Regions from separate parts of the Zea mays genome. Here region 2 is linked to region 1. A link is a contact called in public Hi-C data. All regions are on one chromosome and are shown on one strand. Each heading gives the region's core, a stretch centred on a gene start, on an enhancer-like site or on the middle of the called end of the contact. The rest is flanking DNA. Distances are from core to core; before and after follow the strand shown. Region 1 holds the start of LOC100283930. Region 2 holds the start of LOC103649981 (geranylgeranyl diphosphate reductase, chloroplastic-like).

Region 1 (4,267 bases), core at 1,137-3,636:
AAAGAAGAGCGGTTGCCAGAGATGTTTCTGGTCTATTCTTGTACTTCTCTGGTACAGATTTCTTCATCCTTGTACACCAAAAGAGAACGCAATATAAAAATGTGAGATAAATATTTAGATTTGTGTGGAGCTTTCACGTATCATAGTACTCATATGCAGTAGAAGGAATCTCACAGGTCAAAAACACAGAAGTTCACAGCAATGTAAGGTGCAATTGCTACAAGAGATGGACCCAAGCCTCCATAGAAGGAGGCCAGCCCTTCTTCTCTCAGCATGTTAAGAGCAACCTACAAAGTCATCAGGCTACGCCAGTTTCCAGAAAAAAAAAGTACAGAAATTTGCACTTACAAGACTGGTTACCTGAGATAAAGTGCTGTGTCCAGATTGAACTGCTAGCCTGAGCCGGAGAACATCCAGTGGGTAAGTTACCTATAAGCAAGTACAAGTAGAAAGTTCTGAATGTGCTAAAAATGGTGTTCTGTGGATTTCGAAAAAAATTATGTATCATGAAAAAATAGACCAAAGAAGAAACCAGCTATATTCAAATTCCATATCTAACAAAAACATAAATACAGGGACATTTGCTAGTAAGCAGATAAAATAAATTACAAGTGTAGATGTCATGCCCGCGCAAGCACCAGCGGCAAGTCTCCCAAATACAGAAAGCTCTCCATCCTTTCTCCGGAAAATTTTCTGAATTAAAAAGCAGTAACATTGTGACTTACTGACTTATGAGAGAGAGAAATGAAGAACTCACTATCACAAAGAATGTAAAAATAAATTGATGACTAAGTGTAACCGTGAGTAACTATGACCTTGTAAACTTCATACGAGAAGAGTTGCACTGCACTGTAAGGAATTATGCGAATGACCTGGACAAGTTAATGGGAGATGGATAGGAATCAGCACAGCACAGCAAGATAAACCATGGATGATAGGGAACATCAAGCACCTGTGGAAGGTTTCCTTTCCAGTAACCCTTAAGCCCATCCTTCTTTCCAATGTCTGCCATAGCCTGCATAATTGCAGATACATTATATTACAATATATTATCTAAAGTCGTAACCATTTAACTCCAGATAGCGCCTATCATATGTTTTTTTTAAAGAAAGCATTATAATTCACAATTCAAGCCCATCTAAACGATTAGGATTACTGGTTCAGTCGGATGGTTAGTACCCATGTTATAATTGCACAATAACTACCTGAGCATATTTGTGGATCCCTATTTTCAATAGGCATGTCAGAAAGCAACATGACATAGACTCGGAAAAGAGACCCCATCCAAGGACATATGCAACACGCCCATTAATTCATTAGTGATTTGTATATTAAGCTTTCTTATCTGTGCTGATATTATATTAAGCATAGGATTTCTTTTCCTAATGCAGTCATTTGTCAATTGACCAGTATAAATCGTATCCCTAGCATTGATGCAAGAAAGTTATCGGGAACCTCGTATCCTGTTAAAGTCTTAAGATAAGTTCTATAAAGGAATTCACTCTATAAACTCTGGTGTATTTCAGAATATTTCTCTGGTGTACTTCAGAATATTCCACCGATGTGAATTTTCCACAAAGAACGTAGCGCAGGAGATGAGAAATTTCCACAGAAAATGTAAGTTCAGAAGGTAATGTCTGAATGCACAGCATCAGGGTGAAACTAAATCCAGCAAAGAAAAGCGCCTCATATTGGTTACCTCGAGAAATCCAACACCCTTCTTGGCACTCTCTCCCGCCACCCGCACGCTATGCGTCTAGATAGATGAAAAAAGAACAAAACTAAATCGCGTCAGCCGCAAAGCAATAGTATGAAGACCGAATTAGATCCGCACGGTGGGTGGCGTGCCTGCATGAGGATCTTGACGCGGTCGAGGGGCGCGGTGACGGTCTTGGCTACAGTGCCCGCGGCGGCCCCCGCGGCAAAGATCGCGGCGCTGTTGGGTACTAGCGCCAGCAGCGCGAGCGGATGGCTCACCAGCTGCGCCGCGGGGGGCAGCCTGCGCTCCGTCGACTTCGTCTTCTTCCTCTCCTCCCCGGCCACCGCCTCCTTCACCTCATCGGATCGTACGACAACCGCCTCCTCAACCGCCTTGGCGACGGCCGCGGCGGAGTCCCCGCCGTCGCGGACGGAGAGCGAGGCGAAGGCGAGGAGCCGAGGCCCCGCGCGGAGGAGCGGCGGCGCACCGGCGTGGTTCTTCCGCGGGGGCCGCCACGAGTCGCAGGTCTCGACCCGGTGGCGGCTCATCGGGGGCGGCGGGGTGTCCTTCCGGGATCTGCGAGCCCCGCGGGAATCGGGAGGCGATTGAAGAAAGGGGTGACAGCACGAGAAGAATTGAGCAGGCGGGGGAAGGAAAGCAAAAGAGGGGATAGGGATAGGATAGCTCGGTAGGGATTATAGTCGTGCTTAACGCATAATCAAACCCGCATGTGATACCGTTCTGGAGCGGGCGTGTGTCGTGGACACGCAGGCGAACTTTTTCTCCCGTCCGGTCTCTGGTCTCTGCATCGGGAATTTTTGTCCAAAGCAATCCGGCTTCATTCCGAAATACTGTATAATATTTGAGAGCAAATATAACTTAATTATATTAAATGGATATAAATGGGGTAAATAAGATTTAAAATAACAAGAGATATCTAACTTGGAGTTTAGTTTACTAATAGGACTATTAGTCTATGAGTCCGTTCGGCTCGACTCTATCTTTTTGTCTGGGAAAAGTTAAAACACAATCAAACATCTTTTTAAACGGTTTAAAACATCTAAAGATAGAGCTATTCTCTACTAACTATTAAGGCTTTCGTGTAGACTGCCCTCGCCTCCTCTCTGCGCACGGCAATCCATCATCAGCAACGGCAGCCGCATACCCCGCGCGCACGTCCCGAGCAATCCGCCGTCGCAACCGTGCCCGCCTCCCTGCGCGCATGCCCCGTGCAACCCCGCAATCCCAAACCCTCCACTCCTCCTCCCCTGCGTCCCCCACTGTCACCGGGCCATGGCGGCCTCCTCCTCCCGCGGCGGCGCCGCTGCCTCCGCTGATGACGACGACGAGCCCTACCTCCTGGGCTTCATCATCTCCAAGATCGTTGGTATGCTCTACTACCGCGGCAAGGTCGCCGGCCGCGAGCCGCTCAACCAGTACGACAACAACGCCATCGTCGTCTTTAACGCCCGCAACGACCAGGTTGGCCACCTCCCAGGCGTCCTCGCGGCAGTGCTCGCCCCACTCCTCGACTCCCACCTCCTCGTCGTGGCGCAGGGCATCATGCCCCGGTCGGGCTCGAAGATCAACCCCAACGCTTACAGCCTCCCCTGCCAGGTCCACCTATTCGCGCGCCCCGCCGCCGCCTCCGTCGTCGAGGCCGCGCTCCACGAGGCTGGCATCGACCTCATCCACGTCGACCACCCCGAGTTCACCCTCTCCCAAGCGGGCGTGGTCATGGAGCAGTTCAAGAAACCGGACCGCGACCACGATGTCGATAAGCTCTTCTCGCTTGTGGGGAAAGAAGGGAAGAATCAGACTCAGCGCATGGACCCGCCCGGGGATGTCGTGCTATCCGAGCTCTTCGGACACCAGAAGGAGGCGCTAGGGTGGATGGTGCACCGGGAGGAGTCTGCCGACCTGCCGCCCTTCTGGCAAGAAGGTGAAGATGGGGGATTCGAGAACGTGCTTACCAATCAAAAGACGGAGAAACGACCACCGCCGTTAAAAGGGCGGGATCTTTGCTGATGATATGGGGCTAGGGAAGACGCTTACACTTCTGTCATTGATTGGAAGGACTAAAGCTCGCAATGTGGGTGCAAAGAAGGCTAGAGGGGGCAAGCTTCTGGTCTGCCCACCCACTCTGGCAAGAAGCTTGTGGTCTGCCCACCCTCGGTGTTCTCATCTTGGGTGTTCTCATCAAATAAATGTAGGATGCTTCTGTACCTTCAAGGTTCGTCCTTCTGAACTCTGATGTTCTTATGATTAAAGTTTTCATTCCAAATGTTTATTTGGTCAGGTTGCCGCTAATTTATCAGCTCCAGTGTCGTCAATCTCATTAGGCATACCTGCTCGGTCTCAACATGAGGCTAATTCATTTGTGATTATATGCAGTAATATTGTGATTTTTGGACTTTCACCATTAAAGGCACTCATTCCTGTGTTTCCAAATGTCCCAAGCCACCACGGTAATGGGTGTATTGAGCCCTTCTTCATACAATTGTTCTTGACATTAACGTTGTTTCCAATACACCTTCCAATGCTCTGTACATTGTGAGAAAGAAAATT
Region 2 (4,267 bases), core at 646-3,145, 260 kb before region 1:
ATTGGGAAGCGACAAAAAATGATGTATCTAAATCATATTTTGTTGATCTTATGTGTGATATGTCAGTGATAGTGCGAGCTTAGATGTCCACTGAAGCACTCTACATGTTTTATAGGTTTAAAATATTACCAATCAGTGTCACACTTATATGGATTTGAGACATGATCTGCCATCTTATATGCAGGATGCAAAAGATGGCTGTAGAATACAATGAAAGGATAGAAAATGTCAATCGCGAGAGGAAGTTCCACCAGGTTATAAGCATTGATCTCTTTATTTGGAAGTTTGAGTCATGATAATATTTCATTGTCAGCTCATAATTTGTTTTTTAATCAGCAAAATACTGGAGGACAGCTGCATGCCCTGAAAATGGAATGGCAGGAGCTGTGTCAAAAAAATATAGCTATTCAGGCTGCTTGTGTTGACCTGCAGAATCATATTGATCAGCTTAAACTTGAAGCAAAAGAACTGTACGTGTACTCTCTTCTTCCCCCCTCCCTCTCCCTAGGCCTGTTCATAGTCTGGTTACAACCCAGCCCAACCCAGGAAGACCATAGCAAACCGCACATAGAGGCAATGTACATGCTGGTTTGCATCGTGTCCAAACCACTTAACCCGTGGGTTCATCTTCTTCCTGCTGTCGGTGCACCTTCCTATCTTATTGAAGTTGCTGATACCGGTCCTGCCAATTGAGTAAAGAAACTGCAGCCGCTACCTTGACAATCCTGCCTTCCCATCTCATCTGTGCTGCCTCTTCGTGCCGTCCGGGTCCGGCGTCCATGACTGGCTGCCGCTGATCATCTACTTCCACGGAGGCGGATATGTCCTCTTCCGTGTGGCCTACGATCTGTTGTACGACACCTGCATGGCGCTCACTGCCACCACCTTGGCTGTTGTCGTATCTGTGGGTACCAAACCGGAGGAGAATAGCTACGGCCTACGGGTTGGGGCGGGTTTACCCAGAAAATGTTTTAACCAGATCAGGCCGACCTTTCCATCTATACATATGAATCGTGATAGAATACTTGTTAACAGGGGAATGCCCATGGACGACAACTCAGGAACCGACCCACAAGCATCATGAGGATTTGAGGTACATTATGTGCCGTCCAGTTAAGTTGAGACGCCACGAGACAGCCATTGTTTCCGTTATGTTTACAAAATTATGCTGTTGCTACTACAGATACAGAGGTGGCAAGGAAGAAGCTACGCTTCATTTGAGTCTGGCAGCTGGACGTTTCATTAGCCATTGTGATTACCTGTCCTGCAATTGTCATATGGGACAGTCTGTTTGATATTGAAAACAATGTGGACTGTGCCTAGCAATCCCATGACCTGTGCTCCTGAAAACACCTCGCAGAGGAAGAATCTAAATTCGTGTATTGTTGTCCGTTGAAGTGCCCTAACTTGTGGCAAGAGAAATGCAGCTGATGTATGCAGACTCTCCAGTTGACATTGAGTTCTTACATGAAGCTTTTCTGTTTGATTTTCTGCTTGTTTCTGAAAATACCTTGTGCTTTGCCCTCTTCTGAACACGCTTACAAGTGTTTGCAGACAGTGCATTTCAAAAACCCGGGTTTTTTTTAAATCTGTATGTTTGAAAGCACTTGATGTGTCCATTTTAGATCCAACGGTAAACAAGTGACACTTCGAAATCGTACCTGGACGGCTCGTCCCCCGTTTCCGAGTTCCAAGTAGAGGACGTAGAGGTGGTAATGAATTAAGATCCAAATGTTTCTTAATAAAATGATAGTGCCTTAAATAAATTGTAGTTAAAAAATAAATAAAAATAAGACTTGATTTTAATTAGATCCTTAAATTTTATTGTAAAATTTAGATCATATTGTTACCCATATTCCAACTGTCACACTGCCACTGCAGAGCCACCACACCGCGCCTGCAGCTAGACTCCAAGAAGGAAATCTCCAGCGTCCAGCCCATAGTGAATCTCCCGGAGTCGCCCAAACCACAGCGACAACCATGGCCGCCGCCGCCTGCTATTCGCCAGCGCGCATCATCATCTCCTGCTCAGCCACCACCACCTCCTCATCGTCGTCAGCGCGCACGCTGCGCGTCGCCGTAGTGGGGGGTGGCCCCGCGGGCGCGTCGGCTGCCGAGGCGCTGGCCTCGGCGGGGGCCCGGACGTTCCTCCTCGAGCGCAGCCCCGCGGGCGCCAAGCCCTGCGGCGGTGCCATCCCACTCTGTATGCTGGACGAGTTCGCCATCCCGCGGGACCTCGTTGACCGCCGCGTCACCCGGATGCGCGTGCTCTCCCCCTCCAACCTCGCAGCCGACTTCTCCCGCGCGCTGCCCCCCGGGGCGCACATCCCCATGCTCCGCCGCGAGGTGCTCGACTCCTTCCTCCGCCGCCGCGCCGTCGAGGCCGGGGCCGAGCTCGTCCCGGGCCTCGTCACCTCGCTCTCGCTCCCCGCGGGGCCCGCCGACCCCTACCTCGTCCACTACATCTCGTCCTCCCCGGAGGGCGTGGGAGCGGGACGGAGCGTGCTGGAGGTGGACGCCATCGTCGGCGCGGACGGCGCCAACAGCCGCGTGGCGCGCGAGGTCGGGGCCGGGGACTACACGACGGCCATCGCGTTCCAGGAGCGCATCCGCCTCCCCGACGCCGGCATGGCGTACTACGACGACCTCGCCGAGATGTACGTGGGCGGGGACGTGTCCCCGGACTTCTACGGCTGGGTGTTCCCCAAGTGCGACCACGTGGCCGTCGGGACCGGCACCGTCGCCGCCAAGCCGGAGATCAAGCGCCTCCAGTCCGGCATCCGGGCGCGCGCGGGCCCCAAGATCGCCGGCGGCCGCGTAGTCAAGGTGGAGGCCCACCCGATCCCAGAGCACCCGCGCCCGCGCCGCGTCGTGGGGCGCGTGGCCCTAGTCGGCGACGCGGCGGGGTACGTCACGCGGTGCTCCGGCGAGGGCATCTACTTCGCGGCAAAGTCGGGGCGGCTGTGCGGGCAGGCCATGGCGGAGGAGTGGGCGCGCACGGGCTCCGTGACGGAGGCCGGGCTGAGGCGCGGCTACCTGCGGCGTTGGGACGACGAGTTCCTGCTCATGTTCCGGTTCCTGGACCTGCTGCAGCGCGTGTTCTACGGCGGGAATGCCGGCCGCGAGGCGCTGGTGGAGATGTGCTCCGACGACTACGTGCAGCGGCGGACGTTCGAAAGCTACCTGTACAAGCGGATGGTGCCTGGCGAGCCGTGGGGCGACCTCCGGCTGCTGTGGCGGACGGTGGCCAGCATGGTGCGCTGCGGCGTCATCGGCAGGGAGGTGGAGCGCCTGCGACGGCTGGAGCTGCAAGGCTAGATAGGAGCTTTGCTGAATAATAATAATGTAAGATGTGGCCGATTGACGTTGTCATCGTTTTCTCAATGCATTTTATACCCTTCCTTTGAAATTTGGTAAAGATCTTAAAACTTTGCCATGAATAAGCTGTGGTTAGGAACCGGATACATATCGAACTATACCCACAATGCGAATGTCAAGTGATAACCTTATCGTACAGCACAATTGCGATGCATTAAAATGAACTGAATTGCTCAGTAAACGATCTACCAGCGCTAATGGCCAATTACAGTGTCTTAACATCGGAACATGTATTGAGAGTAATCACGCAACATAAGTACAAAACAAAACCAGCTCTCTGAAAAGCCTACCAAAGAAATACAACACTTAAACATTCCAATGAAACAACAATCATCAAAATGACCATGGCTCCGTTTCTGCGGAAAATGCCTCACCATGTGCTCCGTGAAACCGCAGAAATATCCAATCAGGCCTGTGTTCATTGGTATGTCAGTGTGCCGCATGAGTACATGACAGTCTTGGTAATGCTAAGCAGCGAAAAAGGTCCGACTTATTTCAAAGATCATGGGAATGCTGATTAAACTACAATAATTTTGCAAACGAGTGTGTGGAGTTTGGTAATCAATACCTTGTTTGCAATGTTGTTCGAGAGCCAGTCAAGACCCTCGTACAAACCTATCTCCTGTGGTAGCACATGTGCTCTGGATATACCTACAAGTCACAGAGAAATCACATTAAAAGTTTTTAATGTCGGTAAAAATTATCAAACTATCAAGTTACCGTGCAATCAAACTATCGAGTCATGAAAAACTCTCGCGGGGGCATTTGGATACCTTCGTTTTAGGGAAATTAGAATTCACTTAATAAAGTAACCTATTTAGCTTTGAGTTTGACATTTCATCACTTTCCAAAGTTCAGATATAAGTCTATCTCAAATTCATGAGTGGGG

The links. Hi-C and Micro-C count contacts between places; a contact is called where the count stands out from the background.
Region 2: a contact with region 1 is called in a Hi-C map of ear, with 2.1 times the contacts expected there. The contact joins the promoter of LOC103649981 here to the promoter of LOC100283930 in region 1. A contact is called at or near these places in 3 of 25 Hi-C or Micro-C datasets (ear, leaf and tassel).

The regions. Positions count from the first base shown.
Region 1 is chr3:39,847,129-39,851,395 of Zm-B73-REFERENCE-NAM-5.0, reverse strand. LOC100283930 reads right to left here and starts at 2,386. Exons shown (of 10, transcript NM_001156828.2): 1 at 1,849-2,386; 2 at 1,700-1,756; 3 at 953-1,015; 4 at 816-872; 5 at 610-693; 6 at 361-429; 7 at 175-287; 8 at 1-68. The coding sequence starts at 2,247.
Region 2 is chr3:40,102,364-40,106,630 of Zm-B73-REFERENCE-NAM-5.0, reverse strand. It overlaps LOC103649981 (geranylgeranyl diphosphate reductase, chloroplastic-like), which reads left to right and starts at 1,895. Exons shown (of 1, transcript NM_001323411.1): 1 at 1,895-3,345. The coding sequence starts at 1,981. The coding sequence ends at 3,318. It overlaps LOC100284614 (BCAS2 protein), which reads left to right. Exons shown (of 7, transcript NM_001317967.1): 4 at 185-254; 5 at 337-470; 6 at 1,036-1,093; 7 at 1,184-1,502. The coding sequence ends at 1,084.